Regions from separate parts of the Mus musculus genome. Here regions 1, 2 and 3 are each linked to region 4. A link is a contact called in public promoter capture Hi-C data. All regions are on one chromosome and are shown on one strand. Each heading gives the region's core, a stretch centred on a gene start, on an enhancer-like site or on the middle of the called end of the contact. The rest is flanking DNA. Distances are from core to core; before and after follow the strand shown. Region 1 holds the start of Rrm1 (ribonucleotide reductase M1). Region 2 holds the start of Nup98 (nucleoporin 98). Region 3 holds the start of Eif3f (eukaryotic translation initiation factor 3, subunit F). Region 4 holds the start of Smpd1 (sphingomyelin phosphodiesterase 1, acid lysosomal).

Region 1 (6,890 bases), core at 2,601-5,100, 3.1 Mb before region 4:
CAGTTTTCACAGTCCTTTATCCCATGGTGTCTTCTCTCTTCACCTCTCAGCTCTTTCTTCCTCATGGTCTCTGCCTCAGAGCCCAGAAAACCAAAGCTCCACCTGCCTCTCTTCTGCCATAGGCTATAGGCATCTTTACGTAATTAATAGTTTTAAATGAAGGAGCAGGGTTACATAGCATTACTTGGAGTATATGAGGATCTGAGGCAGAGATTCCCGAGGAGGAAAGAACAGAGAGGTGAAGAGAGAAGACAGCATGGGATAGGGGACTGGGAGAACTGGTCACGAGGGTTTGGATGGTCAGAGGAAGAGCAGCTGAAGAAGAAGATGGCAAGTTAGAACAAGGGGTTATTGACAGGGTTTCCTCATTGCTGAGGGATCAGATCTTGGGGGCCAGTATTTAGCATTAAATACACAGCTTAAATAAATTAGTGTTTTGAAAAACATAAAAGGGGCAGGCCGTAGTGGCACACACCTGTAACCCGAACACTGGGGAGACTGAGGTAGACGGATATCTGTGTTTGAGACCAGCCTGGTCTACAGAGTGAGTTCCAGGACAGTCGGGGCTACACAGAGAAATCCTGTCTTGGAAAACAAAACCAAACCAACAGAAAACAATGATAACAACAACAAAAACATAAAAGGGATAGACTACCACTGCTGGGCTTCCCACTTGACATCTTAAATGGTTCAAATGTGTACCATAACCTTTATGTGGAAGTCAAAGGGGACAACTTGTAGGATCGGGTTCTCTCCTGTGTGGATCCTGGGGCGGAGGGTGGGGGGTGGGGGGGCGGGGCGGGGGTTGGACTCTGATTGTTGGGCTTAGTGGTAAATGCTTTACTACCATCTCAACGGCCCTGCCTTTTTTTTTTTTTTTTTTTTTTTTTAAAGCATGTAGTCCTTGAATAAAATACGGAGGTTTATATTGGTATCTTCATGCATGAATAGCATGCTCTTTGATATTATTCACCCTCTCCTCTCAGCCACGTTCATTCTTAGGTCCACAAACCAATCATCTCGGTTTCTCTGCATTTCAAAAGAAATGAGGAAACACATTGGTAAAGGGAAATGGATTTATTCATAGTTTTGTCACTAGAGAGATAAATAACTCAGTCCTTTTTCCTAGCATACTTGTAGCCTTTACAGTTTTAGAAAACTATGAAGCAAAGGCAAGAAGGTATGCATGCCTTCTCTGGGTGTTGGAGGAGATCACTATCTTTAGATAGCCTGTATTGGATCAGTTCTCAGCAGTTCTCTGTTAGCATAGAGACACAAGGACCTCTCTTTAGAATTTAGAATATTTCTGAATTTTGCCAGGGTCCTAGCCCATTCTCAAGTACAGGGTCACTGCTACATTGTGGTCCTCAGCCTGACCAAAATTCAAATACAGAGTCTGTATTAAGCAGGCAGGGACTGCCTGGAGAGAAACACTTCTCACAGAGCAGCCTTGAATGCATATTACAGGGAGTTTTTAAAGACAAAGAACACACACACACAAAATCCCCACTATATACTGGTTGGCAATTGCAGGGGCAAGCAAGCAGTTTTACAAGAGTCAAGAATATGAAGTTAGCTGGAGCATTTTGACCCTGAATTTCTAGAACAGGGTTGGATGCTTTCCAATGGGACTTTTCAGTGAGAGGGTAGAACCAAAGATGGCTTCAGCTGAGACAAAATGGAGAAACTTTTACCCTATTATACTCTTCCTCTTTCCAAATAGTGTCTCCCCTTGTTTTTTGTTTATTTTATTTTATTTTTAGTTTTATTATTTACTTTTTCATACAATATATCTGGACCACAGTTTCCTGTCTTTCTGAAACTCCTTCCATTCTCCCCCTAACTCCCCTCTTCCCCCATTCACTCCTCCATTAAAAAAAAAAAAAAAAAAAGTCCATCTCCCAGGGATATCAAGTATAGCAAGATAACAAGATTCGTAAGTCTAGGCACAAACCCCCATATCAAGGTTGTGCAAGGCAGCCCAGTAGCGGGAAAAGGGTCAGAAGAGAGTCAGATTCCCTCACTCCCACTGCTAGGAGTCTCATAAAAACACCAACCTAACAAATGTAACATACATGCATAGGACCTAGCACAGACCCTTGTAGGCTCCATGATTGCTGCGTCAGTCTCTGTGAGTCCCTATGACGCCTGCTTAGTTGACTCAGTGAGCCGTGTTCTCCTGGTGTCTTCCACCCCTGTGGCTCCTACAGTTCTTTCTCTAAGCTCTGAAGGGAGAGACCTGTGAAAATCTCCAGTTTGGGCTCTCTTTCTCTGTCTAATGTTTGGCTATGGGTTTTTATATCTGCTCCCAGCTGCAGAAGGAATCCCCTCTTGATGAGGACTGGGCTAGGCACTGACCTAGAGTTTTGGCAGCTGGCCCAAGTTTGGATTTTTGGTTTGCTTTTATTTTTTAGACCTCGGTTCCACATTATAAAAAAAGATGCAATATTTGTCTCTATAAGCTTGGCTTATTATGATGATCTCCAGCTCCATTTCTAGCAAATGATATTATATTCCCCTAACATCTGAATATCAATTGTGTTTCCATATCATATTTTCCCCCTGGATAGCCCTGGTCCTCTAGCTTCATGTAGGATTTCCTATGATGTGTCAGTTGTGGGTGGAGATGGACCCCTTCTGGAGGGTGTAAGAAGCAAATGATAGGTTTTAGCGAAAGAATGCCACATACATTATTTTATGAAGATCAGTTTTATGACCGAAATTAGTTTTTATACTTGTCTTGAATAGGTTTAAAGTACGACTTTAACTATTCTTTCTTTTTTTCACCTAGCCTTTCCCCCCATTTTATTGAAAATGGATTTTTTTTTTCGCCTCACATAACATATCCTGATTATGTTTTCCCTTCTCTCCTTCCAGTTCCTCCCCATCTGGGTCCTGCCCCGTTTTGTCTCTCGTTAGAAAACAAACAGGCTTCCAAGGGAAGAAAAGAAAAAAGAAAAAAAAAAAAAGAAAGAAAACTAGCACATCAGTGTTGAACAGAACCAACAGAAGGACAGAATGCATGAGAAGGAACAAGAATCAGAGATACACTTGTTCGCACACTCAGGCGAACACTATAAAATCCCATAAAAAACACTAGTAAACTGGAAGGCAGGCAGGCCCTGGGCATGCTGCCTTAGTCTCAAGAGTTTATAAGAGCATAGAGGGCCTTGATTCTTCGGTGTCCTCCATCCCCCTAGGTTCTTACACTCTTTCTTCCTCCTTTTCTATGGGGCCCCCTGAGTCATTTGGGGAGGGATTTGATGGAGAAGTCCCTTAGGACTGAGTATTCGCAGATGTCTTGGTCTCTGCATAATGTCTGGCTGTTTTCACGTATTAATGTGGCGACGACTATCTTATTGCTGATCCTATCTCTACTACCATCCACAAAACTGTAAAAGCAAATGGACTGTGGGCCTTCATAAGAGTTTCACAGTACCCCTATTTCTGTAAGGCTGAAATTCAAACACCTTTGGTCTAGCCCCACTCTTTAACTGAGGAGTGTAGACCTACGAGCCCCGGGCTTCCTATCTGCTTCTTATTTGCGGGTTGTAGGCTTTAGTGCAAACCAGAACAAAATCTTGGTGTTTCCATAATGTCCATAATGTAAAATAGCAAAAAAAAAAAAAAAAAAGTCAGAGGGGTAGGGAAGGGGGAAGGGAGGAGGAAGAAGGAAAAAGGAAAAAGGTGTTCTGGATATCTGGTTGGTTACTTTTTTGTTATGAAATAAAAATACTCGGGAGATTTGCTTGCCCACACCCAATATGGCGGCAGGAGAACTCGTTCCCGCCAGGTCCGCTTTCACCCAATGTGGTGGAAAGGAGCGCAGTCTCCCGGGCTTTGCCCACACTCAATATGGCGGCCAAGGGACTCGTGTGCTGTCTGTCTACTGCTCAGTTTCCGCCCATTCAACTCCCGGCGTTGAAACGTCAAGAACGTCATTCGAATTCCGTCCGTCGCGTTGCTCTGCACGTCACGGGTGGCGGGAGCGGGAAGGAGTTCGTAATTCGGTTAGTCTGCTCTGGTGAGGAAAGTGCTGTCTATCGCGCAGCTTCCATCCCTCCGTCCGAGCAGCCTCTCGGAGTCCAACCCTTCACATCTGACAGTCGTCTCTGTCCCTTCTTCGCCTCGGAGCTGCTAACTGGTCTCGAACCTCTCAGCACTTCAGCTTCTAGCGGCGATGCATGTGATCAAGCGAGGTGAGGGGTCCGTGGGGATGGGGAGGAGGAGAGGGGACCCGGCTGCGGAGAGCCCAGCGGTCACTATCGCCGGCCCGCCCGACCCGCCCGACCCGCGGCGCCTCGCCGCTTCCCGCGCTTCCCGCCGCGCTTCCCGCCCTGTCTGTCAGCTGGGCCTGTGTCTGCTCAGTCTGTCCCCATTCTCTTGACCTTTGTGTGTTCCCTTTGACTTTGACTTTGTGCTCCCTTCCAGACTCCCTCCAACCCTGTCTGAGATTGTTCCCGAGCACTGTTATTCCTTGCCGCCATCCTCAGAGGTAGCTGCTTTTGGCTCCATTTTTTTAGAAGAGGTTGCAAAGACACGAAAAAGCACCCCAACACCCCCATTCCACCCCAGCTAGTAGTTGGTGAGGTTAGAATTGAAACCCATAGCTCATAATAGCCCTGTGCCTGTCTTTCCTCATTTCTTAAACAAAATAACAGACAAAAGAACCGCGGAGTCGATGATCTGGTGTAGGAGGAAATAAGGAAAAAAAGAAAAGGCAGGACACCACATTTTTTGAACATCTGTCATTTTTCTGGTCTCTTCTGAGGTGGGAGTGTAGTATCATCTCTCCTGCCTCTGCATTTTTGTGGGGAGGTTTTTTTTTTTTTTTTTTTTTTTACATTGTTTGTTCTTGGGACAGGGTTTCTCTGACTGGCCTGGAACTTACTCTGTGTAGATCAGTCTAGCCTCAAACTCACAGAGGGCTGCCTCCTCTATCATAGGTCGATAGACAAAGACTTTTAACCCAAATAGACAAAGACTTAATCCGAGTAGACATGATTAACCACTGAGCAGTCTCTGCAGACCCCAAAGACAATCTCTTAATTGTTTTAAACAGTTTTAAAAGCTGAATATACTTGATTCTTTGGTATTGCCCGCTTAATAACTGCTAATGCTAACTGTGATTTGATTATTTAGATGGCCGCCAAGAGCGAGTTATGTTTGACAAAATTACATCACGAATCCAGAAACTCTGTTATGGACTCAACATGGACTTTGTTGATCCTGTAAGTAAATACAGTGTGTATCAGGGGTTCTTTGCATGCTATGTGATTTTATGTCACTTACCTCTAGCCCTTCACTTAACTATACTTCAGTGTTAAATGTGAATTTATTGCCTGACACTTTCCTTAATTTTGATGTGTCCTTCAAGTTCTCATTTCCTGGAGAACTCAGAACATGAACTAAGAGGGGACAGTTGATGTGACTACTGGTCAGGCATCTTGTTTATCCGTATTTAGCCACACAGTGTAGAAATTAGTTCTATTTACCGTCATCTGGAATTAGGAGTGCTGTGTATCTTACTCATTTAACTTTTAAGAGTCTCTAACAGTTTTATACATACATATGTAAAATACACTTTTGTCATACTTTCTTCAGTGACCTCTTATCTCCTTCCTACAGCCATCTTCTCCATAAGTCTCTTAGTGCTTTGTGTGAGTGTGTGCATGTGTGTTTATGTGTGTGTTTGTGAGTGTGTGTCTGGGTCCCTATCTGTCCCACTTCATTTACTTAGAGTTGTTGTGTGAACATTGGTCTGGAATTAATTTACTTGATTGAGCAAGGGCAGCTTACCAGTGATTGTGCCACTGAGGGTTAAGACTCCTCCAGCAACCATTATTGGTCTGCAGAGATCTCCTCAGGGAAGGGTAGGGCCCCATGAACCCTGAATGCTGATGGGCCCAGTCTTGTCGTGCAGACAGCCACTGCAACTATTTTCATGAGGGTTTTTTTTTTCCCCCCCTTTGGACTTAGTTTATGTCTCTGTGAGTGTCTACCACATGTGTGCAGGTACCTGAAAGGGCCAGAAGAGGGTATTCTACCCATCTTGTGGAGCTAGTTCAAAGCAGCTGGGAATCTCCCGTGATGCATGTTGGAAACCAAGTCAGGTCCTTTGGAAGAGCAGTACACACTTTTAACTGCTGAGCTATCTCTCTAACCCTCATGAATACCTCTTATTCTTGGGCTAGCCTCAGTGTGTCATTTTTCTAACTAGGTACTTAATACATGCTTAGTTTACCAGAGTGAAAAAATAATTTTATACCTTAAAATATATTTATTATAATTCTACACATTTTGGATTTTGAGATAGTAATTAAAATAGTTGAATGTTGATATTGGGATGGATCTTAAGACCTCATCCTATTTCGTCTTTATTCTGTAGATAAGATAGGTCTAAAGAGAGAGAGGACACTGCTTAAATTAACGTTAGTGCAATGGGAAACAAATGGAGTACCTTGGTTTTTAGACATTCTATTGCCTCATCTAACAGCACATGTCCACATGCAGGGATGCATTAGTGGGCTTCAGCTTTCCAGGGTGGATCCTGTTGAGGACGTCTGGGTGCTAGTAGATGTAGCACATGGATGCTATACTGTTCCAAGTACTACATAACATCAGAAACTATGTGGGCTTGACTGCTTTCATACTTATCTGCTGAGTCAAGAACATGATATCAGAAGCAAACTGGCTTAGCTATGTTATAATACCAGAGGCCCCACCCACACTCAGACTACTTTTGACGGAGATAGGCTTTGGCCAACTTTCCCTGTTAAGCTGTTTTTAAGAAAAATTTAGTAAATATGTAGATAGAACTTAGAGTTTGTTTTTCTTTAGAATGTATGGTGGGCTGAGGAGATGGCTCAGTGGGGAAAGTGCTTGCTTTG
Region 2 (7,141 bases), core at 2,139-4,638, 3.3 Mb before region 4:
TGCTAGGCAATCAACCAACAACTAATCTACATCACCCAGCTCCATAAAGCTCTATTTTTAGCTTTATTAAAGCTGGGACACACCTTTAATCCCAGCACTAGGGAGGCAGAGACAGGCACATCTCTGAGCTCAAGGCCAGCCTGGTTAGACAGAGCTACTGAGAAACCCAGTCTTGAAAAGCAAAATAATCAAAGAAATGCAGCAAGGCCTGGTGACACATGCACATGCCTGTACTTGGGAGAATGATGCAGTTTCAGTGAGTCCAGGTCAACCTGGTACATAGTGAGATACTGTCTCAATAAATACATTCCAAACTAAAAAAATTATTCCCCATTAAACTGAAGTATTAACTCTTCAATACTGCATGTAACTTTGAGTATCAATAGCTCTTTTACTCCTTCCTCAAAAAACAAAGCTTTCCCCTGATTTGTCTTATAGAAGAGAACGGTAATCTACCACAGAAACGAGAAGAGAATCTTAGAGGAAAGTGGCTCTAGGACTTAGTTTTAGAATTTCCCAAGAACAGTACTTGACAAGTTTTTCATGGAAAGTAGGGCATGGTGACATATACCACTCTGTACATGAAAGGGAAAGGCAGAAAAATTAGGAGTTTAAAGTCAGCCTTAGGCTACACACCATGAATATTGTCTCAAATAAAAAAAAAGTCTTAGACAATTTATGAACTGACTTTACAAGCAAAGTAAGAATAGTTTTATTAAAATGTAAGCAGTCATCTCATTCAGGTATAATTTTAATAATTTCTTAACCTTGGTAGTTACAACTTGGGGAAGAATGGTTAATTGGTACTGAACTATCTTGCTGTGAGCATGTACTGAATTTCCAGCACAGCACACTAAATCCTCATAAAATGCTTAACATCTGGCATCTACTAAGATTTATATAATATATATACACATAATTACATATGTATACATATATATGTATATGGGGGAGGGATGGGGTTTCCATGAGTAACAGCCCTGGCTCTCCTGATGATGGATTTGTAGACAAGGATGGCCTCAAATTCATAGAGATTGCCCTGTCTCTACCTCCTGAGTGCTGGGATTAAAGGCATAGAATTTCAGAATTTTACAAAGCCTCTTACTAGAAATTAATCAGTATTACAATATTGATGTCCTAGACTATCACCACACAAATAATACTGTTTTCCCAAATGTGAATTTGGTGCCCTGCCAGTGTAATTAGATACCTAGGAGCTAATGGCTACCAACAAAAGCACAGAGTATTTCATAAGTACACAAACATCTAGTCTCTTTTCCAGAGTATTTCTCAGTTTAACTTTTCTGTATTTGCTCATTCACAAATACAACTAAGGAACATCTATGAGCCACATTACCTAAATATTAAGAAATATATGTATCTATGTTTTGGTGTGTGTGTGTTTTGAGAAAGGGTCTCATTATGCAGTTCTGACTGGCCTGAAACTTGCTATACGGACCAAGCTGACCTCAAACTCCCAGAGATCCATCTGCCTGTATTTCTGGAGTACTGGGATTAAAGGCATTCCCATCACAGCCAGCAAGATTAAAAACAAAACAAAACAAGACAAAACAAAACATAATCTAGTAAAATGTCAAATAGCTAAAATGTAAAATGTCTGCTACAAGCAGAAGATCAGGTTAAGTGCTATGGAAACTTACAAGGAAGAGTGAGTCAGGTGGTGATGCTCAAACTGAGAAAATGATACAGAAAACACCAAGTTACAACTTTTAAGACTTCAGTTCTCTTCTGTGCTTTTGCATTATTTGTTTTTAGGTCTTATGGTTTATATAAACATCAAAACTACAAGCTGATTGATATATTCAGATCAAAATGACAATTCCATCAAATCTTAAGTAGCAGATTTAATTTTATCAATGTATTTCCCAGTACCTCTAACACGTTAAGCCTCATTTTTTTCATTTTACTGAAATGAATTCAATTATTTCTTTTATCACGTGCATAAGTGTTTTGCCTGTGTATGCTCTAGTTCTCTGGCCTCAATTTCCATAACTGGTGACATTACAGGCCTGCACCACATCTATCTTGGTTTTATTCCCCACCCCACTTGGCTTTTTGAGTCAGGGTCTCTGCAGCCCTAGATGTCCTGAAACTCAGTATGAAGAGTAGGCTAGCTTTGTAGTCACAGAGTGCCTCCTGCCTTTGCCTCTCAAGTGCTGGGATAAAAGGTGTGCACTGCCAAGGTTAAAGCCAATTTCATCATTTTTAAAGTTTTGTTCTCAAAAGTCTATGTTAAGTCTGGATGTGATGGCAAACACCTTTAATCTCATTACCTCAGCGTTAGAGGCAGGTGGTCTCTTTGAGTCTGTGGCAAGCCTGGTCTACATAGCGAATTCCAGGCCAACCAAGGGTTGTCTCCGAAGTTAAAAAAAAAAAAAAAAAAAAAAAAAAGCAAAAAAAGTCCCCATCAGGGTACTACTAATCAAGTTATCTTACTATATATAAACGAACATGAAAACAGCTAAACTAGAAGTGTTTTTGAAAATTATGTCAAATGCTGGGTCCTTACCCCTACCAAATAGAGAATTGCCAATATTGGGAGACTGGAACATAGAGGAAGGGTGGAAGAGTATACAAATTCTACTAGACTTGAATCAAGACACCTGGATTCTCTTCCTCTACCTACCTCCCACTAATAAAGCCTCTGTACTTGAGGCAGAGTGGGGGCGATTGACAATTTAAACGCTTATGGCTCCAGTTACTCAGAAATTCAATCTTTCTCACCTAGGTTTACACGGAACAGAAAGAACCCTTCATTTTATTTATCAGACAATTGTCAGTGTCTTAAAAAGCTAAACACAGTTCTGACTCACTCAACCCTCTGGTTGAACCCTAGACAAAACGTGTCCTGTAGAGTGGTCAAGGAAGTGACGGGGAGACCTCACTGAAGTCCCCCCAAGGCACCACCCTGCAAGGGTCTGCCTACCGCGGGCTGCTCACCTCCACCCAGCGAATGAATGAGTAGCACCGGAGAAAGCGAGGTTCACTCAATGTGGGCTGCGACCCGAGACCCCTCCGGCCTACGCCCCACACAGTTGGATCCCCTCCCAGGGCCTCCCGAGCCAGGCCGCAGGCCCCGGGCCCCGCCCCCTCACGCAGGCCCGAAGGAGCGCGCCCGGCACGAGACTCGGCGGCGGAGAGGGCCCCGGGCGTCCAGCGCAGATGCCGGTACAGAGAGGAAGATCTACCCGCCCAGCCCCGGCAGCGCTCCCGACTTACAGCGGTGCGTCTGGAGTGAGAGCCCAGGTCCGCCCGTCACCCGCCGCTCACCGCGCGGCCTCCAGAAAAACCGTCGTCGCCGCCGCCGCTGCCACCGACCGCCGCTTCGGGCGCAGCGCGCAGAGGCCTGACTGCGTCACACGCCGTCCACCGTCAGAGATCGGCTCCGGCCGCTCCGCCCTTGGCGGCCGGGCATTGGCGGGCCGGTCCGCCACTCGAGGCCCACACCGTTATTCATTGGGTGACGATCCTTTTGAAACCGAACGTGGAGGCGGTCTCTGATTAGGAACGGAGGGGAAGAGGAGGAGCGTAAGGAATTGCCGGGAAAGGGGGGGGGGGGGGGGAAAGGAGGGACGATGGGGAGGGATGTAGAGTCCCACTCCCTCTGCCGCAACGGTTGGCTGAGAGAGGCTCATGACGTCACACAGGCCCCTCGAAGAGGGCTGGTGCGTGGCTAGAGGAGTGAGCACCAAACCGCAGTGACGCTGTGTCCAGGCCCCGCCCCCTTCCTTGGAGCGCGGAGACTCGCTACGGAAGCTCCGGCCAATCAGAAGGAAGTCCCAAGGATGACCTGGTAATTGTTCTATCCTTCTCTAGCTCCTGTCTGCGGGCAATGATGGGAAGGCTCCTTGGCCACCTAGCTTGCACTTGGAGAGCCGGAGGACCCTTCCTGGAAACCCATCAATCCACAGATTGTCTGCAGACACTCCACTCCCCACTGTTCTTTCCAGCGCAAGCCAGCCCTCGCCGTACACTTTCCCCCTCTGAATCTCTAGAATAGACCTGAGCAATGGATTTGCCTTAACAGAGCTTGAGCCCAATGAGGAGATTCTTGGCCCTTCAGCCTCAGCTGCACTTTCAGAATCTATACTTGTTCTGGGTTTCTTGCGGCCTTCTCCAGGACACATTTGGTAACCTTTACAAGTCCCGGTGAAGTTCAGGCAGTCTGCTTGTAAAGACCTTGTTACTTTGTATCTTATTTATTTTCCGTTCTATGCCTCCTCCCTCCCCTGATCTGGGCCAAAGCTTCATTTTCATCCTTTTGGTGTCTTTTCTCCTAGGATCTAGCAGAGAGCAGAAGAGTGGGCATGTTCTAGAAACCAGACCTCTCTAAATTATTGAGGTCTCACAGATAACAGGAGCTGTGTTAAAAAAAAAAAAAAAAAAAAAAAAAAGAGGTACATACTACCTCTCCACCACGTCCTGGGAAATCAATATAGAACTGAAACGAGATTTGCTAAGAATTTTAAATGATTCCCTCAAACAAAAACATCTTAAAGGAGCTGGAGAGATAGATGGGCTCAGCGATTAAGAGCACTGGCTGCTCTTCCAGAGGTCCTGAATTCAATTCCCAGCAACCCCATGGTGGCTCACAACCAACTGTAATGGGATCTGGTGCCCTCTCCTGGTATACATAAAATAAATAAATCTCTTTTTTTTTTTTAAAGACAGTAAATGGAAGAAACATAATATATTGTCGATGTTCAGTATATACTTGAAAGAATAATGTATAAATCGCCTAACAGGAAAAGCTAGTTTGAACATCCATCTGTAACCACCATCCCTAAACCACTCTGTCCAAACACCCTGCTTTTCCATCACTCCTCCTTGCCTTTACTCTAAATCAGAAAGTCATTAGGTGGGGTATAATAGCCAAGATCTGTAATTTCAATTCTTAGGTAGCTGAGGTAGAATATGAAGCTGAAAGCCAGCCTGAAATACATGAAACTGTCTTAAAAACAAAATAAACAACAGTACTCAGGGTTTTATTTTTGAATCTTTACAGTGGCTCTCTTGCCACCATCCAAACCTCTGATTTTTTGGTTCTTCAGTCTTGAAATGCAACTACATTTAAACCTGCCCTGGACATTTATTTTAGTGTTCTTAAGAGTTGGCACATAGTTGATGTACCTTACAATTTACATATTTGTTGCATAGGTGAGTGAATTATTGTTTTAGCAGCAAAATAATAGAATTGTCGAACTTCAGAATCAGAGAACCCCCAGTTTAAATCCAGGCCCAACTATGATAATATGGGGAAAATCCCCAATAATTCTGGACATCAGTTTCTTTGTCTGTAAAATAAGGATAATTTTGCTTGACTTACAGACTGTTGGGAGAATGAAATGAAAGGAATATAACATTTGATATGGTACCTGGTACACAGTTTGCCCTCAATAAGTAATAGACTGACCATTTTAAATGTTTTAAGGCATGGGTTTTGAAATGTGTCTTAAATGACTCAACAGGTGAGTATATTTAATTCAAAGTATTAGTAGATGTTCAGAAGTTGGGATTCTTAAATGGTGTGTACTTATAGGAAGACTGGAGAGGATACATTGAAAGAGAAATGCTTCAGTGAGGAGGACCATGATGACTTTGAAGTTACTTATTTTATTTAAGATTTATTTATTATTTTATGTACGTGAGTACACTGTTAGCTGTAAAGCTGGTTGTGAACCTTCATGTGGCTGTTGGGAATTGAATTTAGGACCTCTGCTTGGTCCAGTCAGCCCTGCTCCCTCTGACCCAATGATTTATTTATTATTATAAATAAGTACACTGTAGCTGTCTTCAGACACACCAGAAGAGGGTATCAGATCTCATTACAGGTGGTTATGAGCCACCATGTGGTTGCTGGGATTTGAACTCAGGACCTTTGGAAGAGCAGTCAGTACTCTTACCTGCTGAGCCATCTCACCAGCCCCATTAATCTCTTACATTGACTTACTGTAGTTATTTAATGTAAATGGAATCATATAATCTATGGCTTTTGTGTCTGGTGCTTTCACTTAGGATAGTATTTTTAAAGTTCATTGGCATAGGTAGCTTGTGTCAATATGTCATTTATTTTTATGACTTAATAATATCCCGTTATTGCTGGGCGTGGTGGCACACACCTTTAATCCCAGCACTCGGGAGGCAGAGGCAGGCAGATTTCTGAGTTCAAGGCCAGCCTGGTCTACAAAGTGAGTTCCAGGACAGCCAGGGCTATACAGAGAAACCCTGCCTCGAACCCCCCCCCTCCAAAAAAAAGAAGAATATCCCATTCTCTATGTATACCATCTTCTGTATACAAATCAGTTAATAGAAACTTGAGTTTTCATTTTTAGCCATTATGGATAATACTGCTATGAACATTTGTATTCAAGATCTTAGTAGACAGGTTTCTCTTGGTGTTTATACCTAGGAGTTGAATTATTAGAATATGAGATACATGGTAACTATACTTGACTCCTTCTACCACTATGTCACATGCTTTACTTACAAGTTTTTTGTACTCTCAAGATCTATAATTTTATGTGTTGATTTTTAATCACTTTTGTTTTTTAAAAAATATTTATTTGTGGGTATGGTGGCCTGTGCCTTTAATCCCATCACTGGAGACAAAGGCATGTAGATCTGTGAGTTGGAGACCAGCCTAGTCTACACAGCTAGAGTTACACAGAGAAACCCTGTCTCAAAAAACTACAGAAAAAATTTATGTATCTGTGTAAGCATTACAGGTGCTTGTGAATCACCCTACATAAATGTTGGAAGCTTAAGTCTGTAAGAACAATATATACTCTTAATTCCTGAGCAATTTCTCCAGTCCCGATTGTATCACTTATTATTATTACTAGTAGTAGTTGGTGTGTGTGTGGGTGTGTATGTAGGCATATATGCCATTGCATACAGAGGCCAATTTACAGGAGTCTATTCTCTCCTTCTACCTTCATGTGGGTTCTCAGGATCTGAAATCAAGGCATCAGGGTTGTATAGCAAGTGTTTTGAGCTGCTGAGCCATTTTGCTAGTTCCATTTTCTTTTTTTAATTTTGGGGGCTGAAAAGATGGTTCAGGGGTTAAGAGTACTTTTATTGCAGTTGAGCAATAGTGGCCACACTCTTTAGTCCCAGTACT
Region 3 (6,613 bases), core at 353-2,852, 3.4 Mb after region 4:
CTGTCTCTCTCTCTCTCTGTGTCTCTGTGTGTGTGTGTGTGTGTGTGTGTGTGTGTGTGTGTGTGTGTGTTTCTCTCTCACTGAACTATCTTTCTACTGCCCAAATTTTTTTATAGCATAGGAGTCTTTTTAAAAAGATTTATCTGCCGGGCATGGTGGCGCACGCCTTTAATCCCAGCACTCGGGAGGCAGAGGCAGGCGGATTTCTGAGTTCGAGGCCAGCCTGGTCTACAAAGTGAGTTCCAGGACAGCCAGGGCTATACAGAGAAACCCTGTCTCAAAAAACCAAAAAATAAAAATAAAAAATGAAAATATTTATTTATCTATTACACACACACACACACTGTCCCTATCTTCAGACACACCAGAAGGAGGCATCAGATCCTATTACAAATGATTGTAAGCCACTGTGTAGTTGCTGGGAATTGAACTTAGGACCTTTGGAAGAGGTTATTGCAGAGAATCTGCGTTGAGGTTCTAGCAAGGGGAAGGGGTTGGTTGGTGGCTTACAGCTACTCACAACTCTAGTTGTGTTCCTAACCGCTGAGCCATCTCTCCAGTACCAGCATAGGAGTCTTCATAATTAGCTCCTGGCCCTGCTTAGAGATCTATCCTTTCTTTTGATAATGCCATTTAACCACCAAATTCTTTCTTTAAATGTACTAGTCTTGCTCTCATTCACCTTAAGCCCTCTACATGAACTGTTCACTCCACCAGAAGAGCTCTCCCTACAAAACCCCAAATAATAGTTGGCTGCCTGAATTCTTCAAGTTTCCACTCCAACTTGATACCCTCATTGTATCCTACTCTAACCCTTCATAATCTTTCATGCTCTCATAACCTCCACTGATCATTTCTTTCTCATAGCACAGTCAAATAGTAATAATAATTTACTGTGTATCGAAGCACTTTCTAACCTAATGTAGGATTTAGTCCTTTTCTCTCCCCCAAAGAGAATGCAACCCTTTGCTATTTAGTTCACTTATATACCCTAGCATATAAGAGAGAGTCTGGTGCATATTAAGCATTTAAATTGTTGAATGAATATGCCTCCCTAATGATGCCTTATGAAGCCATCACAAATAAAGCACTATTGGTCAGGCATGATGATTCCTGCCTATAGTCCTAGCATTCGGGAAGCAGAGGCAGGAAAGTTGAGGTAAGTTCCAGGCCAACCTAACCTATATGGCTAGGCGTGGAATGCAAAGTAGATCCTGAGTCCAAATTTTAATTCATTGATTAATAAGTTAAATGGATGTAACAGTGAATCCCCTGTAAGACTGATATTTAATATCCATTTAAGTCTTAAACAATTGCGACCTTTACACTACTCTGTGCCGCCACCTGGTGGCAACTGTGTAGATTGCTAGTTGCTTCCTCCCCATTCCCACCCCAGGAAGTCCTAAAGTTACTAGGAACTACTCTGGACTCCTACACACTGAGTGCGCATCGGACAGAAATTAAAGCGCACACCGCGCACTAAAACTTACAACTAGCCGGAAATTTCATGTCCAATAGTCATCAAGATATGATTCACGTGGTATAAATTTAGCCAATCAAATTTCTAATTCCTCCAACTCACGCTCTTCTGTTCTAGGCTCTCTCTCTTTCTCGGCAAGATGGCTTCTCCGGCCGTACCGGCTAATGTCCCTCCTGCCACTGCAGCCGCAGCCCCGGCGCCGGTCGTCACCGCAGCCCCGGCTTCAGCCCCGACCCCATCCACGCCAGCTCCGACACCGGCTGCGACTCCCGCTGCGTCCCCGGCGCCCGTCTCGTCTGATCCTGCTGTAGCTGCGCCTGCAGCCCCGGGCCAGACCCCAGCCTCCGCGCCAGCCCCAGCGCAGACGCCGGCGCCTTCGCAGCCCGGGCCCGCCCTCCCGGGGCCTTTCCCGGGCGGCCGCGTGGTCAGGCTACACCCCGTCATTTTGGCCTCGATCGTGGACAGCTACGAACGCCGCAACGAGGGAGCTGCCCGAGTTATTGGAACCCTGTTGGGTGAGTTCTGGGGAAATTAATGTTTTCTTCCTGTGCATCTTACTATTCCTCTCGTTCCATCGCCCCTGAACTCTTAGCCTGTTTCTCTTTTTGCACCTTCCTACTGTGGCTTGCCTTCCCGAGTGATCTGAATTCAGCCGAATTGCCGTTAAGCCACAGAAATGTGCAAGGAGTAGGTATAAGCTATTGCGTAGTTTGTGATACTTGATCTACATGTTATTTTATACTCCCAACAACGTGGTACTGAGAGGGCATGCTGCCAAAAATGAAAGCTCAAATGACAGCAAGTTCAAAGCCCTTGACCCGTTAAACAGAGTACCCACATGCCCTCTCTTATGCAGTGACCTACCACCACCCCAGCACAAACAGAAAGTGCCCACCACCCATGTTAGGGAAGAGGATGTGTCAGAAGCTTCCTCCAACTCAAATAAACCAGGTATATTTGTAACATATTCTGGATATATAATATCTAGCTTTCCTAAACTTTTCAGACAGGCACGTGTCCCAAGGTTTTCCTACATACTGGTTCATAAACCCTAGATATGCTCAGCTCCAAGTTCTACCCCCACCCCCAACCCCCACCTCACTCCTCTGATTTTTCATTTGGACACAGACTGTTGTTGTATTATGTGTCCGTCGCTAACCTTCAAGATGAAGAGAAGCCAACTATCTGAAGAGGTTGGCATCCCAGGCTTACGGGAGGGTGGCAGGAAGTGAAGCCCTCAGTGGTTTGGTCACCTGCCTGTGGGGCAGGACTCACAGGGAGCTGAGAAGACTCCTCCAGGCTGGTCTCTGCAGAGGCCCATGACCAGCACTCATTCCAGAGCCGAGGCAGGGGAAACTAGAGAACATGCCTGCTTTGTGGAAAGTAGTAGACCTGAGTTGGGCCTGGACAGCAGATTGAGGGCTGAAGCAGAGCACCTGCAAAGGGGAGGCAGAGAGAGGCAGAGAGTGGACGCAAGGAAATAGAGCTCGCAGGTCAAGGCGTGACAGAACTGCAGCATGAGAGGGGTTTGGGTGAGTTCTAGAGCTGCCGTTGTGCATACAAGAAGAAAGGACAGAGTGTGGCTTGGGCTTGGTATTCCTTGTGAGGTGCCCCTGAGTGTACCAGTGGGTTGGTCAAGTAGAAAATTGAGTAAGCAGGGCTGCCAGGGCGCTTCACTGCCTGCCCGTGCTTCACTTCCCAGAGCCCACATGATGGAAGGAGAAAACCTGCAGACGGTCCTCTGACTTCCATGGGCAAGCAGTTGCACATCCATAATTAATCAGTATAAAAGAAAGGCAAATTTTAACAGTACGTGTGAAGATGCAAATGTAAAGAGGTGTGGGCAAGTATGCCCTAGCCCCCAGAAGATAAGTAACTGAAATAAAGAGGTAGATGTACTCACCTACCACAGGGATTGGTAGCTGTGTTTTTAAAAAAAGTCAGGGAATATTTTCAGCTTTGTGTGCAGTCTGTCACAGCTACTCAACTCTGCCCTTGTAGCAGGAAAAGAGCCATAAATAATGCAAAAGAGATTGGGCACATAAACATGAACTGAAGTGTTTCTGGGCCAGTACTTGACCTAGAAAAGAAGCATAGAACAAAAACTGGGAACACTAACAATGCTGAAACCCTGAGGTGTCAGAGGAGCTAACAGATTAGGAAGAGAAGGGGAAAAGCTAGAAGAGACTGGTATCTTGGAGGCCCTAGGAGAAAAGGCTCTGAAATGGGGGAAGCAGTCACAGTGGTCAAAGTTGGTGAGTGTTCAGATGACAGAAGGTATACCTGTGGGTTAAGAACCTTGTCTTAGGGTTCCATTGCTGTGAACAGACACCATGACCAAGGCAGCATTTCACTGTGGCTGCTTACTGGTTCTGAGGTTCAGTCCATTATCATCAAGGTGGGAAGCATGGCAGCATCCAGGCGGGCATGGCACTGGAGAAGGAGCTGAGAGTTCCATGTCTTATTCAAGGGAACCCAGAAGAAGACTGGGCTTCGTCCCACCCGGCTAGAAGGAGGGTCTCAAAGCCCACTCCCACAGTGGCACACCTAGTCCAACAAGGCCATACCTCCTGTTAGCACCACTCTCTGGGCCAAGCATATTCAAACCACCACATAGTTCAGAAAATGAAACCATAACGCTAGCCAACAAAAGACAACACTAGCAGAGACATGTTACAAGGGGTAGGGGGTGAGGAACTTAAAGGAAGGTACCAGGACATCAAGTGAGAATAGTTGGGACCTATGGCTCAGTGAGATCCAGTAACTAATGTGAGAGTTAGGGGTGTGAGAGGAAGTCTGGTAAGAAAACCTCTGGGGGTGGAATGACCCTTTCACAGAAGATCATCAGAAAACACAAGTATTTCAATTACATTTATAACAGTAGCAAAATTGTAGTTATGAATTATCAATGAAAATAATTTTATGGTTAAGGGTTACCACAACATGATGGTCACAGCATTAAAAGATTAAAAACTACTACTCTAGAAAGTACAGAGTATTGTGGGGAAGGGCTGGTAGGGGGAAATAGCAGGCAAAGGAGACCTTGCAAAGGAAGGCTTAATCGTGTCTGGTGATGGAAAGGGGGGGGGGGTCTCTGAGTTTGAGTTCTGGAAAATACTAGTTCTGTTGATGCTGGACTTGGGGCTAATGTGTTGGCTTCGTGTTTGCTGACTTTGAGGCCATCTCCAAAAGCAGGACCTGGAGAAACAGCTTAGTTATAGACCACTTGCCTATCGTGCATAAAGCCCTGAATTCACTCTCCAGCACCACAGGAGCCAGGTGTGGTGATGCGTACCTGTGATCCTAGCATGGGGCTGTTGGAGACAGGAGGCTCAGGAGTTCTTGTTCCTCTTTAGTTAGAAAGGGCCCTGACCCTGGGGGATTGGGTAGTCAGGGGCCATGGGCTTTGAGTTCTCAGGATTATGTAACGCCTGGCTCTTCTCTCTTTACCAGGAACTGTTGACAAGCACTCGGTAGAAGTCACCAACTGCTTTTCGGTGCCACACAATGAGTCAGAAGATGAAGTGAGTTGAGAGGATTTAAGCAGCCCCTGTATAGTTCACAGCCATTCAACCCCTAACTTCCCCGAAGGCCCCACTGTGCTGTGTCTGTAGCCAGAGCTGCAGCTGAAGCTCTGCTTTCCCTGTCCACATTGGGCCTCCTCAGGTGGTGGGGGTTGGTAATTTTTCCTATTCAGCATATACTTGTAGCTTCTTAACCTCCTCTCCTGCCTTCCCCCTTAGGTGGCTGTTGACATGGAATTTGCTAAGAATATGTATGAATTACATAAAAAAGTCTCCCCAAATGAGCTCATCCTAGGCTGGTAAGATGGCGCGGGTGGGAGTGGATAGAGGGTCTCATTGTCATCAGACTAGATCTCGTCTCCCCTTTCAGACATAGAACATATAAAGCATGTGACCTCGAGAGCCTATGAGATTTTGATGATAACTTGATCCTAGAAAGTCAAGAATATTTATTTTCAATTACAACTTTGTTATGCAGTTTTTCATATTGTTAATTACTGCTAAAATGGGTGTGAGAACCCCGGCAACACCCGCTGCGCTGTTGCATTTGGTATTGGTGTCAGCTGCCCTGCGTCTATGATTGCTGTTGCAGGTATGCCACAGGCCATGACATCACAGAACACTCAGTGCTGATCCATGAGTACTACAGCAGGGAGGCCCCGAACCCCATTCACCTCACGGTGGACACAGGTCTCCAGCATGGGCGCATGAGCATCAAGGCCTATGTCAGGTGAGCCCTGGGCACGCTCAGGTCTAATCCTGCCGCTTAGTTTCTCTTCAGGAACTTTATTCCTCTTTTAACAGCTGTCATTAGAGAAGTTTCTAAAGTGAAGTCGGACCCCATAACTCACACTCACTCACTGGTCCTGCTTACACTGGAGTATTTGTTGTTTGGAACCATTCCAAATGGAAGTGCCTTTAGCATCATCTTCTGGAACAGTTAACCCACACATGATGTGTTTATCAGGTTCTTCTGAGCCTGTATTTGTTGCTTTTCTGAATTATCATTAGTTTTTCATTGTCTTGGTTTGCGTTCTGTTTTGTTTTGTTTTGTTTTGTTTTGTTTTTGGAGACAGGGTTTCTCTGTATAGCCCAGACTGACCTGGAACTCACTCAGTAGACCAGGCTGGCCTCGGACCAGGCTCCGCCTCCCAAGTGCTGGGATTAAAAGCATGCACCACCACTGCACAGCTTGGTTTGCTCTCTATTACTGTGATAAAACACAGACCAACACCAACTTGGGAAGGAGAAGGCTTATGTCAGCCTACAGATCCCAGTCTACATTGGGGGAAGTCAGGGCGGGAGCCTGGAGCAGAACCATGGTGATGCTGCACGTACCTCTGTGCTCCCCTGGCTTGCTCAGACTGCTTTCTAATTCCACTTAGGACCACCTACCCAGGGGTGGTACACCCACATCGGTCAAGAAAATGCCTCACAGACTTGCCTGTAGGCCAATCCAACAGAGGAATCGCCTAGCTTATGTCAAGCTACTACAAACCCTAGTTAGTGCATTCATTATTCCTAGGACTAAGCACAGTATTTATAGACTAGAAGATGCTAGCATTGTTGGGAACACATCTTTTAAGCTAGAAATAAGTATACTTTTGAA
Region 4 (6,581 bases), core at 3,656-6,155:
CCTATCATGAGCAAAAACCCAGGTTTGAAATCCAACACTGCACAACACCCAGGCCTGGTGGCATACTCCTGCAATCCCAGCCCCGGGGAGCTGCAGGCAAGAGAATCCTAAGTCCAGGTTCATCCAAGATACAGAGCTATGAAGCCAGCCTGAGCAACATGAAACCTGAGACCCTACTAAAAAAAAATAATAAGACAAAGACAAATTACCCAAGTTTAACTAGAAAGTCTTCAGCCCCAACCAGGAGACCCATACTGACCAACCACTCCCAGCTCCCAGAACTTGACAATTAATTCCTGTGTTGTCTGGAACTATATATGCCTTAGGTCTTTTCCTTTTTAAGTTTTATTTACTTTTATTTTATGTGTATTGATGTTTCCCCAGTATGTATGTATGTATGTATGTATGTATAGCACATACATGCATGAGGAGTTCAGAAAAAATAGAGAATTCCATTGAATTGACTGAAGTTATGGAAGTGAGGAGCCAGGTGGGTGCTGGGAATAGAACCTGGTCCTCTGGAAAAGCAACCCAAGCTCTTAACCACTGAACCATCTCTCCAGCCTTCTAAGCCTTAAGTCTTTATACAACAACACTTCCCCCAAGTGATGCCCACTGTTCAGTAGCCTAGGAGACTTCACAAAAAGGTTTCCTAGGTCCTAACATGTTAAAGAATAAGATAGTTCTCAACCAGTCTCATTACCAGCCTTGTTCATAATGATATAGATTTTATTTATAATGGAACTCTCTCCCAAGACAGACACTAGGAAGCACTGTGTGCAGCCCAGATTCCTCTCTGCCCATCAGAGTGCTGCTACTCTAAGGACCTTGACCCTCAGGACCCTCTACCGCTAAGAATCACCTTGTCTGAGGCTACGCCCTTTCCAAAGGTAACACATATCCTATGACCGACTGGTTTAGGGGAGAATGGAGATTCAGCATCCTTAGTTTTGCTTGGAACAGCTCTGACGGTTGTCTCTTTAGAACTTGGCTCTGTAGAGACACTATTCCATCCCATCCTCTTTTCTTCCTTCTCTTTTCAGATGCTGATTCTGAATGCAGCCCATAGTAACTCCCCTGCTCGTCCAGCTCTAATTTGTTGTCCTGAGAACCTCCAGGTGTCAGTGCTAGGAGCCCTCTGAGAAAGCAGGTGCTGGAATGGCAGGGGGGTGAAGGAGATGGGTCACTCAGCCCCAGCTGCCAACAAAGACAACATCCATCACCAGCTAAGTGCTAATCAAGTCGTAGAAAAGAATGCATTGGCTGGTTCAGTGAATTGGAGGTTTTTAGTTCTTTTGTTGAGACAAGGTCTCATTCTGCAATCCAGGCTACCCTGGTGCTTCCTATCTAGCTCATGCTGGCTTTGAACCCAGAGAATTCTCCTGCCTCAGCTTCTCATGTGCTGGGAGCCACGGCATCTGGCCTATGAATCAGTCTTTTGGAAAATGCAAGAGAAATGTTAATTATAAGGAAGAGTGAATTGGCTAGCTGTTGCTCAGCCCTATCAATAGTCTGAGGAGAAAACAGGTGAAAGCAATTCATCTGCAGAAAGTTTTGAAAATGATGGTCGAAGTGAGAGAGAAATGCTTTAATTGACAGAAGTGACTTTAGGCCTTCACAAAGTGGATATTAAGAAGATGTGTATGAAGACAGGGTCTCCACCAAGTTACTATTCCACAGAGTCTCCGGGGACATGTGGTTTATTAAAGCAATGAGAAATGTAAGTTGAAGGAAGAACCAGAATGTCCCAGGAGATCATAAGGGTTCCTCTGTGCAGGCCAAGGCTGACCTAAAGAAATACCACTGCTTAGGTGGCCTCCAAAACAGACACAAGACCTTCTGGTGGTGGCACATGCCTTTAAACCCACCATCTGGGAGGCAGAAGCAGGTGGATCTCTGCCAATTAGAGGCCAGGGTGTTCTACAAAGTGAGTTCCAGGACAGCCAGAGCTACATAGTGAGACTCTGTTCAGGGCATGGGGGTGGGGGAGGAAACAGACAGAATAAAAAAGATAAATAAGCCGGGCGTGGTGGCACACGCCTTTAATTCCAGCACTTGGGAGGCAGAGGCAGGCAGATTTCTGAGTTCAAGGCCAGCCTGGTCTACAGAGTGAGTTCCAGGATAGCCAGGGCTACACAGAGAAACCCTGTCTCGAAAAACCAAAAAACAACAACAAAAAAAAAAAAAAGATGAAAAGTAAGAAAGAAAACAAAGGTGTGATAAAACGTGTTATCTCACATTGGTGGCAGTGGGTTTGATGACCTCCTCAGGACCACCAACCTTCTCGGAGCAGGTATTTGTGGTTCCATTTACTGTCAGTCTCCCCTGTGTAGACACACCACCTCCACCTTAGAGCCCCAGGAAATGTACTTTAGAGTGGTCCTCACTTCTTGAAAGTGTCGCTTTCATCCAGCCAACAGAAGCTCTGCAAAGCTCTTTCAGCATCACGGAAACACCTTCAGCCTAAGATATGCTTTATATTCTTTATAGGTGAATATAAAGTTACTAAGTGTGTTGGTATAAGATTTAAATCTGAAGATTTGGGGCTAGAGAGATGGCCTAGCCATTTAGAGCATTTGTTGTTTTTGCAGAGGACCCTAGTTTGATTCCAGGCACCCACACAATGCCTAACAACCATTGGCAACTCCAGTTTCAGGAGATCTGTCATTTTCTTCTGACCTCTCCAGGTGACAGGCATTCTCATAGTACACATATATGGTGCACATTCATATAGGAAGATAAAATACATAAATATATAAAATGAATAAATCTAGTTTTTTTTAATTTGAAGATTCAAATAGTCACAGATCAGAAATATGCAGGGTGGGGAGTGCCTATAAGAAACATGTACAGACTTTTTCCTTGTTAACAATACAATGTAACAACTACTGCTATTATTAGGAATAAACAGGATTTAAAGTATCTAGATGTGTATAGCTTATATGCAAATGCAGCACTACTTCTCACATGTTATGATTATAGGCATGTGCCACTCAACCAGCTCAAGAATAGCAGTATTATTGCTATTTGTGGGATTGTGTGAGAATTGAAAACTAGTCATTACAAAGCACCTGAATTAGTATTTAGCACATTTACAGAATTTGATAAATTAAGCTTTTTGCCACTGTGGATATAATTCCTCTTTTTAATTTTTTGAGGTATGGCTTCATAGCAGTCCAGGGTAGACTCAAACTTCTCAAATTCACTTTGTAGCTAAGGGTGGCCTTGAATGTCTGATTCTCTTATTTCTACCTCCCAGGTGCTGGGGTTACAGGAGTATACCCAACTCTTTCTCTATTAAAAAGGAGGAAATGAGCCGGGCAGTGGTGGCACGCCTTTAATCCCAGCACTTAGGAGGCAGAGGCTGGTGGATTTCTGAGTTCGAGGCCAGCCTGGTCTACAAAGTTAGTTCCAGGACAGCCAGGGCTATACAGAGAAACCCTGTCTTGAAAAAATAAAAATAAATAAATAAACAAAGCCAAAAGTCCCTTCTATCCTGAGAATTCTGAATTAAAGCTTTGTTAGAAGATTGGCTGGCTCCCGAACTGTGGATCCTGGGGCAAGACATAGTGAGATCCTGTCTCAAAAACAAAACAAACAAACAACAACAGATAAAATAGGATTAAAAACACTTAAGAAGACCTTTGAGAGATGAGATGTAACCCATACCTGGCACCATTATCAGTGTAAGGGCCTGTGGCTAGATAGGTCATAACCCCCATAGCGGGGCAGAGAACCTACTACTATTATTCTGCTAATAGGCACAGTATTTAAATGACTTTAGTGTACCCGTAGATCAGAGCACTTAGCAGTCCTCACCAGTGAAGCTTCTTGAAGCAGGAGAGAGTTAAACACAGACACCTACAAATGATCATCAGAGAACAAGAGACTTCGAAGTGATCCTCCCTAAATGGGGTCTATATCACACCTCTCCTTACAAGGCTAAGTGATTGAAAGTGGGACTGAAAGACTGGAAGAGCCAGAGGCAGCGGGTGACTAAAGGAAACTTTTCTGGCACGACAGGGAAGTTGCATGCAGTGAAATCGCCATGATTGTGACAGCACGCACAGGATGTTCAAGCGAGACAAAATTCCAAAGGCTCACTCCTAGCTAAGGCGTATTGGCATCGGAGAGCTCCTAGAAGAGGCAGTTTTCTTTTTAAGGATATGACGACCCCTGGTAGGTTGACCAGGCTCCAGGGCAGGTCCCACACCTAATAGTGTTGGGACCTGGGTAGAATTCCCAGCACGCAGCACGGGCGTGGCGACCTCAATACATCTATAACTCCAGTCCAGGTGGATCCTCTTCCGGCCTCCAGCAGGCACCACGCACGTGGTGCACACACATACAAAATACCCATACACATAAATAAATAATAATGCAAAATTTTAAATTAAAAGAAAGACACATTAACAAAACCTTAAGTGATTCAAGGCTGCTGTAATGGTGGCAGAGCATAGGAAATCGAGGGGAGGACCGTCCATGGCAGGTCAATCCGCTCAATGCAAGCATCGCTGCCCCAGCCCTCTCTAGTTAATCTTCTCAGTTTAATGACCAGCTGAGCCGGGCATCTATTCTAGGAATCTGAATGTTTAAAAAAAAAAAAAAAAAAAAAAAGCGGGGAGGGGGGGTGGAAGAGAGGGGCACCTGGGAGTTCCCTAAAGGGCTTCCATCAGTTCTGGGCAGAAATTATCGGGGCCGCCGCCCGCAGCCTCGCGCAGCAATGGCTCAGGGTGGTGAAGCTTGTCTCTACCGAGGTCACCTACCCACCCCAACCCCGCGGGTCCTAAGACCGCCCGGGGTGATTGGGCTGTGGCTGAAGAAGGCGGATCAGGGCGGGTTGGCGAGCCCCCTTTTGCTCCGCCCCCAAGGTTTTGACAGCCGCTCCCCCACAGTTGCTGGGCCATAAGAGGAACAGGAAGGGGAGGAGCTGTTTTGTGGCTGGCTGCTGAGCTATCAGTCAACCACAACGAAGGGTAATCAGGTGTCTCCAGCGTTACCCGGGCCCCGAGGGCCAGCCAGGGCTTCGGCCTGTGGGGCCTGGAGGGGCAAGCCAGTCCTGTCTACGAGCCTGGCAATGCCCCACCACAGAGCATCATCCGGCCAGGACCACCTCAGAGCCGGCTGGGAGCAGAGACTGGAGAGGTCCTTACCGGCACCCAGAGTGGGACTCCTTTGGATGGGGCTGGGCTTGGCGCTGGTTCTGGCTCTGTTTGACTCCACGGTTCTTTGGGTTCCTGCCAGAGCTTATCCTCTTCCTTCTGAAGGCCATTCTGTCAAATTCAGTGCCATAGCGCCGCCGCTCCAGAGTGCCTTTGGGTGGCAGAACCTCACTTGCCCCGCCTGCAAAGTCTTATTCACTGCTCTCAACCATGGGCTGAAGGTGAGTGCGTGAAGGGCTGTTGTGGAATGCTGGGGGCAGGATGAAGTGCACTGGTATGCCCGGGGGAGGGGGCAATATATTTCTGGTAGAGGGTGCTTCCTATGCATCCATGTTACCACTACCCCACTGTGACCTTTATAAAGTTAGGGAGAGTAAAGTCAGCTGGCTAATTGTGGGCTTGAAATGGTAGCACACCCTGAGCTAGAGTAGGTAGCTAGAGGCCTGGTGCTGAACTGCTGGGCAGTGTGTGGGAGATACTGATGTCTCTTTATCATGGTGACAGAGTTATCCTAGCTCCGATTTAGACATGGAAGCCTGTGGAGTGGTGGCCAGGGTTCACTTGTTCTGTCTCTGACCTAACTTCATTGGTTCCTTCCACCACAGAAGGAGCCCAATGTGGCACGGGTAGGCTCTGTGGCCATCAAGATATGCAAGATGCTGAACATAGCACCACTAGATGTGTGCCAGTCAGCCGTCCATCTCTTTGAGGACGATGTGGTGGAGGTGTGGACACGTTCAGTTCTGAGCCCATCAGAGGCTTGTGGCTTGCTTCTGGGCTCCTCTTGTGGACACTGGGACATCTTTTCGACTTGGAACATCTCTTTGCCATCAGTGCCGAAGCCACCCCCAAAGCCACCGAGCCCACCAGCCCCCGGTGCCCCTGTCAGCCGTGTCCTCTTCCTTACTGATCTACACTGGGACCATGAGTACCTGGAGGGCACAGACCCTTACTGTGCAGATCCACTTTGCTGCCGCCGGGGGTCCGGATGGCCACCCAACTCCCAGAAGGGGGCTGGGTTCTGGGGCGAGTACAGCAAGTGTGACCTGCCCTTGCGAACGCTAGAAAGCCTGTTGAAAGGACTGGGCCCTGCCGGCCCTTTTGAAATGGTGTACTGGACGGGAGATATCCCTGCCCATGATGTCTGGCAACAGTCTCGCCAAGATCAGCTGAGGGCCCTGACCACCATCACAGACCTCGTGAGGAAGTTCTTGGGCCCAGTGCCAGTGTACCCTGCTGTGGGCAACCATGAGAGCACTCCTGTCAATGGCTTCCCTCCTCCCTTCATAAAGGGAAACCAATCTTCACAATGGCTCTATGAAGCCATGGCCAAGGCATGGGAACCCTGGTTACCAGCTGATGCCCTTCACACCCTAAGGTACTTACTGTCGGTGGAAACCCAGGAAGGAAGAAGAAAGA

What was found. Promoter capture Hi-C pulls out the DNA fragments that hold promoters and counts their contacts.
Region 1: a contact with region 4 is called in a promoter capture Hi-C map of second pharyngeal arch cranial neural crest. The contact joins the promoter of Rrm1 here to the promoter of Smpd1 in region 4. A contact is called at or near these places in 5 of 39 promoter capture datasets (cranial neural crest, frontonasal cranial neural crest, maxillary cranial neural crest and 2 more).
Region 2: a contact with region 4 is called in a promoter capture Hi-C map of pre-B cells, with 5 times the contacts expected there. The contact joins the promoter of Nup98 here to the promoter of Smpd1 in region 4. A contact is called at or near these places in 2 of 39 promoter capture datasets (cranial neural crest and pre-B cells).
Region 3: a promoter capture Hi-C map of pre-B cells shows a contact between it and region 4. The contact joins the promoter of Eif3f here to the promoter of Smpd1 in region 4. A contact is called at or near these places in 2 of 39 promoter capture datasets (cranial neural crest and pre-B cells).

Annotation. Positions count from the first base shown.
Region 1 is chr7:102,437,845-102,444,734 of GRCm38.p6, forward strand. Rrm1 (ribonucleotide reductase M1) reads left to right here and starts at 3,851. Exons shown (of 19, transcript NM_009103.3): 1 at 3,851-4,199; 2 at 5,143-5,231. The coding sequence starts at 4,181.
Region 2 is chr7:102,206,778-102,213,918 of GRCm38.p6, forward strand. Nup98 (nucleoporin 98) reads right to left here and starts at 3,389. Exons shown (of 33, transcript NM_001287164.1): 1 at 3,241-3,389. It also overlaps a transcript of Pgap2 not described here.
Region 3 is chr7:108,932,813-108,939,425 of GRCm38.p6, forward strand. It overlaps Eif3f (eukaryotic translation initiation factor 3, subunit F), which reads left to right and starts at 1,603. Exons shown (of 8, transcript NM_025344.2): 1 at 1,603-1,995; 2 at 4,934-5,004; 3 at 5,224-5,303; 4 at 5,597-5,734. The coding sequence starts at 1,620.
Region 4 is chr7:105,549,455-105,556,035 of GRCm38.p6, forward strand. It overlaps Smpd1 (sphingomyelin phosphodiesterase 1, acid lysosomal), which reads left to right and starts at 4,906. Exons shown (of 6, transcript NM_011421.2): 1 at 4,906-5,383; 2 at 5,768-6,540. The coding sequence starts at 5,078. It overlaps Gm39063 (a long non-coding RNA gene), which reads right to left and starts at 4,907. Exons shown (of 3, transcript XR_869857.2): 1 at 4,648-4,907.